Linked DNA regions of Gossypium hirsutum: all the other regions are linked to region 1. The links are chromatin contacts, called in public Hi-C maps. All regions are on one chromosome and are shown on one strand. Each heading gives the region's core, a stretch centred on a gene start, on an enhancer-like site or on the middle of the called end of the contact. The rest is flanking DNA. Distances are from core to core; before and after follow the strand shown.

Evidence for each region. Hi-C and Micro-C count contacts between places; a contact is called where the count stands out from the background.
Region 2: a contact with region 1 is called in a Hi-C map of leaf, with 2.4 times the contacts expected there. The contact joins the promoter of LOC107948320 here to the promoter of LOC107948356 in region 1. A contact is called at or near these places in 11 of 34 Hi-C or Micro-C datasets (callus, hypocotyl, leaf and 2 more).
Region 3: a contact with region 1 is called in a Hi-C map of leaf, with 2.1 times the contacts expected there. The contact joins the promoter of LOC107933786 here to the promoter of LOC107948356 in region 1. A contact is called at or near these places in 11 of 34 Hi-C or Micro-C datasets (hypocotyl, leaf, petal and 1 more).

Annotation. Positions count from the first base shown.
Region 1 is chrA04:68,258,904-68,262,351 of Gossypium_hirsutum_v2.1, forward strand. It overlaps LOC107948356 (dystrophia myotonica WD repeat-containing protein), which reads right to left and starts at 1,603. Exons shown (of 11, transcript XM_041111084.1): 1 at 977-1,603; 2 at 210-524; 3 at 18-126. The coding sequence starts at 1,147.
Region 2 is chrA04:68,687,517-68,690,964 of Gossypium_hirsutum_v2.1, forward strand. LOC107948320 reads left to right here and starts at 1,772. Exons shown (of 2, transcript XR_001697331.2): 1 at 1,772-1,912; 2 at 2,178-3,448. LOC107933779 (a long non-coding RNA gene) reads right to left here and starts at 2,956. Exons shown (of 2, transcript XR_001693706.2): 1 at 2,732-2,956; 2 at 2,272-2,476.
Region 3 is chrA04:68,667,824-68,671,271 of Gossypium_hirsutum_v2.1, forward strand. It overlaps LOC107933786 (polyubiquitin), which reads left to right and starts at 1,582. Exons shown (of 1, transcript XM_016866070.2): 1 at 1,582-3,377. The coding sequence starts at 1,860. The coding sequence ends at 3,233.

The sequences.
Region 1 (3,448 bases), core at 353-2,852:
AAGCTAAGAAGAATTACCATCACCAGAATTCAACCCGATAAGCAAATCATGGCCATCTTTGGCATCTTGATCAAATGCGTGGCAGATAGGGTTCGAATTACTGAAATTGATAGACTTTATTGGATCCTACATTAAACACCAATATTCTCAAAAACAACAGATGGCTTCTCTTACATCAAAAACCATAACAAAAAAAAATGCTAAATTACCTTGTCCTGAGAATTCAAATCACTTATAAAGATAGCATCACCAACGTTAAAGATTAAATAAGTCCCTTTCCCATCAAAATTCATATTATTGATTGAATTACTAGAACTTGAAGCACCCAATGACCCAATCCTACTAGTACTACCAATACTTTTACTCCCACCATTCCCTCCAGCAAATCCAAGCGTGCGGCTCCCGTTCCCAGCACCTAGCCACCTTGCTGCTGCTGATCTGACCCCACTGCTGGCACTGTAGCTGGACGATGAAGACGTCGGAGTTGATGGAGCTGGCTTCTCCTTCAAATGTGCTAGGGTAACCTGACAGCCGGACTTAATCAATACAATCTCAACAAACGAATAATACATAAGTATAAGCAAAACGATCAAAATTTGACTTTATAACTAAGGGCATTGATTCAAACTCTTTGAAGCTTAAACTTGTAATCAATAATGCTTAAACACCGATGATACAAAATGATCTAATAAAATATGTTCTTCAAGTTCTTCTAACAGATGGGTACATGTAAAAACCCCTCTTCTCACTAATAAATTGGAAATGTTCTCATTATCTAATTATAACATTAGTGTATCAAAAACACAAAAAGGAAAACCCACACTAAAATAAAAAGAAATAAAGAAAAACAAAAGAGAGTAATTTAAAGTGAAATCGGATGATTGGTCTTGATCAAAACCCAAATAAGTAACACAAAAGATAGTCTTCTTTTCAATAATTTAAGAAAAAAAAGGAAACCCTAGGAATTTGAAGTTACCTGAGTAACAGTTTTGCCATGAGCATAGTGAAGAAGGCTAGAAGGGTGAGTCTTTTCATAGTGAAGCTTATATCGACCTTCTGGAGTTTTAAAATAAGTCTTCAAACCCGGCGATTGAGCGTTTGCCGAGGACGAAGAGGTCGAAATCGTACCGTTGGCCGTGTTGATCATGGTGTCGCTTATCTTACACCCGATAACATCTGATCATGACACACTAGGGTTTCTTCTACTTCTTCCCAATTTTGAAAATTTCTTATTTCCTAAATCCGAAGACCAAAAGAAAACCCAAAAAGAAAATAAGTCTTTTATGGGTAATTTTCTGTTGTTGAAATGGGGAATGGGGGATCAAAGGAGGAGAAGGGCCCTGTATGGTTGGAGTTATGAGAAGAGGTTAGACTTTTCGGGAAGTTTAAGGGAAGTCAACGGAATGGACGGTGGAGGATTCAAGAGAGTGATCTTATTCGGTCTTTGTAGTTATAAACTGAGAGAGGGATTGATGATGAAAATGGGAAAGATTTCCAGGTTTTCTTTATTATAATTTATTTTGTATTGAGTTTGATATGCTCAGATTTTCACCTCCATTTTCTTGACTTTGGGCACTTACCATTCGGCCCCCAATTATGTTCTTTTCTATTTTGTATTTAAAAAAATCTCCTTTTTGTTGTAAATTAGACGGAGGTCGTAAACTCTTTTTAAGCATATTAAAGTAATGAGATAAAACTCTTTACTTAATTTATAATTAAGAGATTATTAAATAAAGTAATTAAAAAACTTTAATTCATTCAATGTAATACCTTTATTAATTGAATGTAAAGGAGCTTATAAATAGTACCTTGTAAGTGAAAATAAAATAATGAAATTTTCTCGTATTTTCATCCTCTTTTATTTATTGTTTTATTAATTTTTCTATAACACGTTATCAGCATGAGTTTCTACGAATTCATAGTGAAGTTTACGTCATTTCGACTTTTTATAATTTGCCCGTATAACTCCCGTTAAACTATATACGGTATACGTATTTTCATAATTCTTTTATTTTATTTTCTAGATGAAATATTTGTTTTGGGTAACATTTGCATATTTATTTTTACAACTAAAATCTAATAATGATAATTTATATATACATTTTTTTATTAAAAGAAATTTCAATTAATTTAATTTGTGTTAAGTTATTATCATGACTATTCCTCTTTATGCCAATATTTGACATACATATTATTATTTAGCAAATTTGGTATATATAATTGAATTATTTACGATTGAGAATACTTATTAATTTATTAATATTTTTTTTATTTTGATTCAAGTGATTATAATGTCAAATCTTGCCAAACTTGAATTTGCGGCCTTAGACATCTCAGGCAAGAACTATTTGTCATGGGTGTTAGATGCTGAAATTCACCTATATGCTAAAAGTCTAGGAAATACTATATTAGCAAATAAAGAAGCATCTAATCAAGACACTGCAAAAGCAATGATTTTCATCCGTCATCATCTGCATGAAGGATTAAAAGTGGAATATCTCACTGTGAAAGACCCTCTTGAGTTGTGGAAAAATTTGAAAGAACGATTTGACCATCAGAAAACTGTGATACTCCCTAAAGCTCGTTATGATTGGATGCACTTACGGTTGCAAGATTTTAAGACTGTAAGTGAATACAATTCAGAACTTTTCAAAATTAGTTCTCAACTAAAATTATGTGGAGAAAACATAACTGATAAGGACTTGTTAGAGAAAACATTTTCAACCTTTCACGCTACTAATGTGCTCTTGCAGCAGCAATACCGTGAAAAAGGTTTTAAAAGGTATTCTGAATTGATTTCATGCCTTTTGGTGGCTGAGCAAAATAATGAGCTATTGATGAAAAATCATGGAATTCGTCCCACTGGTTCTGCACCATTCCCTGAAGTGAATGTCGCAGTACACAATAATTATAAAAATAGAAAATATAGAAGTCGCGGCCGAGGTCGTGAACGTAGTAGGGGACGTGGTCGGGGACGTATTAGTAATCGTTATCATGGTGGTCATAACAATGATACTTCTAACCACCAGAAAAATAATAACAATGAAAGACAAGAAAGAAGTGGTCAAAATAATCCTTCAAAGATTGTTGAGAATATATGCTACCGATGTGGTATGAAGGGGCATTGGTCACGTACCTGTCGTACGTCTGAGCATTTAGTGAAACTTTATCAAGCATCCATTAAAAGGAAGGGAAAGCATATGGAGACAAATTTTATATCCCAAAATGATGAAATAGAGGCAAAAGATGAAGATATTCACTATAATAATAAAACTGACCATGCCTACAAGGATGATAAATTTAACGACCTTAATAATATAACTTATCTAGATGTGGCAGATTTCTTTGAGAATCGTTAGAAAAATTGATGTTATTTTGACACTTTTTAAGTATATTTTATTTTCTTGCATAAAAAAATAATTGATATATTTAATAAATATTTGTAATG
Region 2 (3,448 bases), core at 522-3,021, 430 kb after region 1:
GCATGGGGGAAGAAAGGGCATTCATTGGTGTGAGTAGTTGAAGTTGTGTAAGCTAAGGGAGGATAGGGGGTTGGGTTTCAAAAATTTGGCAAAATATAATACTGTGTTACTTGCAAAAAAAGGGTGGCGTTTGATTAAATGTTTAAATTCACTTTTAGCGCAATCGCTTAAAGGAAAGTATTATTCAACTACTGGTTTTATGAGTGCAAATCTAGGCACTTAGCCATCATATACCTAGAAGAGCATTTGTGTTGCTAAGGGAATGCTTCAAACGGGATTCGGTGATGGCGAGTGGGTTCTGGGAACAATACCAGAATTTGGGAGAATTTAGATTCTGAGGTTGCCTGAAAGAAAAATACAACCATGTGGAGGGAACTTATCAATTTGGTTAGTGTCTGAGTTGATTAATCCTCAGGAAAGACAGTAGGATGAGCGTAAACTCAGGTTTTTTTACAGAAATAGTACCCAAAAAAATAAAAAATACCAAAATAATTTATTCAAGAAACTATGTACCAAAATGGTACATCTGGGGTGGTCACGCCTCTGTCATGGGCGGCACCACCCTAGGTCTTTTGACAAAAAAAAAACACAAATCACACAAATCTGTTAAAAAAAGGATTTGACAACTCACCTAGCACCGGTCACGCCTTCCCCATAGGCGGCACCAGTGTTGTTGCCATGGAAGAAGAAGAAAAAGAAAAAGAAGAAGAAGAAGAAGAAGAAGAAGAGGGCGGCAAGAAAGGAAAGAAAGAATAGAGAGGGAAGGAAAGAGAAAATTGAGGAAAATAAATAAATAGAAAGGAAAGTTTAAGGTTTAGGGAAGAATAATTAAAATTTTTAAAAGGTAATCTTTTTTTGTTATAAAATTTAATTTGTATATACAAATAATAAAGAAATATTATTATACAAATATTACAAATTTATAAACTTAAATATTTACATATACAAATAATATAGAAATATTATTATCTGTAAATATTTAAGTTTATAAATTTGTAATATTAAACCCTAAACTTTCCTTTCTATTTATTTATTTTTCCTTATTTTGTAACATTTAAGTTTATTTTTCTCTTTCCTTCCCTCTCTTTTTTTTATATTTCTATATTATTTGTATATGTAAATATTTAAGTTTATAAATTTGTACTATTTATTTTTATTTTTCTCTTTGTTTATTCAATAGAAATATTATATGTATAATTGTATGTATTGTTATTTTAAAAGTCGGTATAAATTTTTTTATGTTATTTTAAAAGTTGATATAAATTTTTAACTCATAATTTAGTACAGTGTAATATTTTGCAGGTTAATTATACAAGATAAGTAACCAATTTGTAATGATTAATTACAACAAATAATTATAACATGCCAAATAATTTAAATTACATAAAAAATATATCTAATCAACCTAAAACACACATAACAAATAAATTATATAAAAATAAAACATTCTTTGTACATAACATAAATAGATTTTTTTACTTCAATAAACATTAAAAATAAATTATAAATCAATAAAAATATAAAATAAATACAAACATACCTTAATAACTCTTTTTAACCAAATAATACCTTATAAAAATAAAATTAAAAATTAAATTCCAATGAAATCAACATAATAATAATAATAATAAATTAAATTATATAACAAAAAAATTATATTTTTAACACTTTAATTATTCTTGTAAAAAACCAGAAAAGGAAAAGAAATAATAACTATAGCAATTAAAACGCGGGTTTAATTATTCTTCTCTAAACCCTAAACTTTCTTATTTATTTATTTATTCCCTTATTTTTCTCTTTCATTCCCTCTCTCTTCTTTCTTTTTTCTTTCTTTCTTTCCTTTCCTGACGCCCTCTTCTTCTTCTTCTTCTTCCATGGCTGCCTCCACCCTAAGCGTGACTGGTGCTCTCAGGTGAGTTGTCAAATCCTGTTTTTTTAACAGATTTGTGTGATTTGTGTTTTTTTTTTGTCAAAAGAACTAGAGTGGTGCCGCCCATGACAGAGGCGTGACCTCCCTAGATGTACCATTTTGGTACATAGTTTCTTGAATATATTATTTTGGTTTTTTTATTTTTTTGGGTACTATTTTTGTAAAAAACCTGCATAAACTCACAGTGCATTTGGGTGAGGAAATTGCTGAAAGGGTCCGATGTATTCTTATTGTTGGGAATCCGCAGGAGGACATGATGGGGTGGGGGGAGGAGCCGTCAAATGATTTTTCAGAAAGAAGTGGCTATAAGATCTTAATTCAAAGTGTTGTGGCTGCTGATAGGAGTGATACTTATAAAACTTTTTATAAAAAAACTCTGGTAGATCAATTTACCAGAGAAAATAAAAATTACAACATAGATAATTTTTAAAAATTACATCCCTAGCTATTACAATTTGTACAATAGGAGGATACGAAGTTCAGCAATGTGCCCAAAATGTACAAGAGATGTCGAAACTTCTGAGCATATCTTTAGCGACTATCCGTCTGTAGCAGAAATATGGAGAAAGTTAGATCTTGAATGGCCTGATAATATTGCAAATAGTTCTTTACAGGATTGGCTTAATTATATTGTTTCCTCTTTCTCTACTACTACATGCAGAGCAGTGATTTGTACTCTATGGTATATTTGGTCAACCAGAAACAGGCTAATACATGACAGAAGGATCATATTATCTCAAGACATAATTCATATAGTCGAGGCTTATATTAGAGAGGTTAATGGGGTACAAAGGAAATTACCTGTTAAAAGGGTGAAGTGTGAACGATGGAGGCTTCTAGAGGCTTCTTTCCTTAAAGTAAATTTTGATGCAGCGTTTAAAGGAAATGACAGGAGATCTTGCACGGAGATTGTAACCAGAAACTAGGAGGATCAAGTGGTGGGTTCAAAGACAATAGTGAATCGTCATATACCTACGAGTTTTGTAGTAGAGGCCCTTGAATATCTCCAGGCAGTGGTTTGGGGGATATTTTTAGGGATTCGAGAAGTGCTGGTGGAAGGGGACGCCTTGTCGATGACAAAAAGGATGTGGTCCTGCAATGAAAATGGTTCGGTTATAGGGGCTTATATACACGATGCAAAAAAAAAAAGCAGAAGGTTTCACAAGATGCTCATTTAGACATGTTCATAAAGATGCGAATAGAGTTGCACATATACTAGCCAGAGAGGGGGAGTACTTATCTGGAGGGGTGTGTGTCGGATTTTGCGAGAGATGCGGTGGACAACGATCGGTGCGAGCAATAGTTGGGGGAAGTTGAAAGAAATGGTGGAAATGCTTCTCTGATAGTATCGCAAGGAATTTGAAGGGGGCTCTGACGAGAGGAGGATATTGAAGGCCGTGGGGTGAGGGTATGAAGGCTGGTGGCTTTTACTGGCCGTGTTGATTTCCTTGAAGATCGATGATCTTAGGGGGGCTCGATTTGAGATCAGGGAGGAGGTGACGGTATGATTTTTTGCTT
Region 3 (3,448 bases), core at 332-2,831, 410 kb after region 1:
TCGGGCTTATCACTAACATTTATTAAATAAAATCTGAAATACAGCTTGGAATATAGCTCCAAAAGCAACAGACACTTTTCGCAAGCATATGTACTGCTTCATTACTAGACCGACTAACCCATTGAAATTTTATGTCATTCCTATTCCGAAGAATCTCCTTGCAATCAGCTATAATAGTGCCATATTCGGACCAATCAGAGGAGTAGATAGCATAACATAAAGCCTGTGAATCTGTAAACAGAACCCCCTTCATTCGACAAGTTAGTAGAAGACCATTGCAGAGCAAAGCTCAACGCCAATTATTTGCTAGAATTTGTTATTAATTTATTGGAAATAAATTATATAAGGATAATAAATATATAGTTTTTAAACACCAATAATATAATATCATATTATTAACTTTTAAAAATATAAAAATTTTATTATATATTTATCTATATTTAATATCTTCTCTAACTTAATTTAACTTTAATTAAATTACATAAAAAATTAATAAATTTAATAAATAAACAAATTTCCTTCTTTTATAATTTTTAAATCATTTTAGTTCTTTTTATATTTAATGGTTTTTTTATTTGCTTTCAAATCGTGTTTTATATTTAGCCAATTAATTCTTTTAATTTTTAGGCAGGTATATTTTTCTTTTTTAATTTTAATTTTTAATTCCTATTTTTTAAATTTTTAATCAAATTTCAGAATTTGATAATACTAACCATGGTGGTTATAATTTTTCTAATTTTTATTTTTTTCTTTTTTTTCTAAATTTTTAATGGTTGATTTTAGTTTTTTTTCAATTTGTATTTATGATTTTTATCAGTTTTTTTATTTTTAATTATCGATTTAAGAATTTTAAAACTTTATTTACTTTTTATTATATTTTTCCCGTCATATAGTTTCAATGTTTTCCCCTAAAATTGTAATTATTTTAATTAAATTACAGATATATTCTATATATGATTGAGTATAGAATGATATTTGTAAATATTCAAAAATTGATAATGTGGCATTAATTTATTTATGTCTAAAAACTATATATTTTTAAAATTATCCTAATATAAGCTATCTCTAAACTTATTTGAATTCTTTTAAATTTTTTTAATATTAAATATGATATAATTTTTTTTGTTACACTACATATTTTATCTTAATCATTTTATTTATTTTATATTAGAATATTTATATTCTTTTAAAAAATGGGTACCATTATAATTAATTATTATGTAATAAAATATCTGTATGTATTTTATTTACTTTCAAATCTTATCATATAATTAAAATATTAAAAAAAAGCTTTAATGCAATGTTCGGTAAATAATAATATATCACATCATCATTAAATAAAATAAAAAATAATAAACTTATAAATAAATGTTAAAATTTTATACTCTAAATTTCTAAACCTAATTTCTCGAAAGTTATTAATATCTATTTATAATAATTAAAGTTAATATTTAATTATGTTTAAGTGAATCAAATATTATTCTTTAAAAAACAAAGTATACATTATAATAATTAAGTGAAAAATATTTATTCAAGTAAATAATAATAAAATAGGTATAATTGGAATTAAAAAATTGGTTAGTGGAGTTGGATGAGGAGGTGGGGATAAGGAAACGAGAAGATTCGTGAATTAATTAGCAAGTTGTTTAGGCCAATCTTAGAAACAGCACCGTGTGGCTAACGAAACTGCACGCCGACTCATCTGACCGCAATTTTCTCGTTTCCTCCAGACCTTCCAACCTAAGAAAATCCACACCCTCTCTTCTATATAAGCATCGCCTCACCGCCTCTCTCTCTCCATCCAACGCAAACCGATTTAAGCTCTTCTCAAATCTTTTTTCAATCAACTCTCTCAAACGATGCAGATCTTCGTCAAAACCCTTACCGGCAAGACCATCACCCTCGAGGTTGAGAGTTCTGACACCATCGATAATGTAAAGTCTAAAATTCAAGACAAGGAAGGCATCCCACCAGACCAGCAGCGTCTCATCTTCGCCGGCAAACAGCTCGAGGACGGCCGTACCTTGGCCGATTACAACATTCAGAAGGAATCCACCCTCCACCTTGTCCTCCGTCTTCGTGGGGGTATGCAGATCTTCGTCAAAACCTTAACCGGCAAGACCATCACCCTCGAAGTCGAGAGCTCCGACACCATCGATAATGTGAAGTCTAAAATCCAAGACAAGGAAGGCATCCCACCAGACCAGCAGCGTCTCATCTTCGCCGGAAAACAGCTCGAAGATGGCCGTACCTTGGCCGATTACAACATCCAGAAGGAATCCACCCTCCACCTTGTCCTACGTCTTCGTGGGGGTATGCAGATCTTCGTCAAAACCTTAACCGGCAAGACCATCACCCTCGAAGTCGAGAGCTCTGACACCATCGATAATGTAAAGTCTAAAATTCAAGACAAGGAAGGCATCCCACCAGACCAGCAGCGTCTCATCTTCGCCGGCAAACAGCTCGAAGACGGCCGTACCTTGGCCGATTACAACATCCAGAAGGAATCCACCCTCCACCTTGTCCTCCGTCTTCGTGGGGGTATGCAGATCTTCGTCAAAACCTTAACCGGTAAGACCATCACCCTCGAAGTCGAGAGCTCCGACACCATCGACAATGTCAAGTCTAAAATCCAAGACAAGGAAGGCATCCCACCAGACCAGCAGCGTCTCATCTTCGCCGGCAAACAGCTCGAAGATGGCCGTACCTTGGCCGATTATAATATCCAGAAGGAATCCACCCTCCACCTCGTCCTCCGTCTTCGCGGGGGCATGCAGATCTTCGTGAAAACCTTGACTGGCAAGACCATCACCTTAGAGGTGGAGAGTTCGGACACCATCGACAATGTAAAGGCGAAGATTCAAGACAAGGAAGGGATCCCACCAGACCAACAACGTTTGATCTTTGCAGGGAAGCAGCTTGAGGATGGGAGGACCTTGGCTGATTATAACATCCAGAAGGAATCGACCCTTCACCTTGTTTTGAGGCTTCGTGGAGGCATGCAGATTTTCGTTAAGACATTGACTGGGAAAACAATCACATTGGAGGTGGAAAGTTCGGATACAATTGATAATGTGAAGGCGAAGATTCAGGACAAGGAAGGTATCCCTCCAGATCAGCAAAGGCTCATCTTTGCTGGAAAGCAATTGGAGGATGGGAGGACTTTAGCTGATTATAACATTCAGAAAGAGTCCACCCTTCACCTTGTTCTTCGTCTCCGTGGTGGGCAGTGAGAAGTTAATTCTTCTTTTGTCTTTGTTCTAGCTTAAGATGGTCGCAAATAAGCCTTTAGGAAAGTGCCTATTTTCTTATCTCTTAATGTAACATGTTAAGCTAAGTAAACCTTCTGTTTGGAATAAAAGTTTGGTGATTTCGTATCTGCTAATTAATTGCTGAATCAAATCTTTTCAATGCAATGATCACTGTTGAAATGGGTAATTTGTGATGC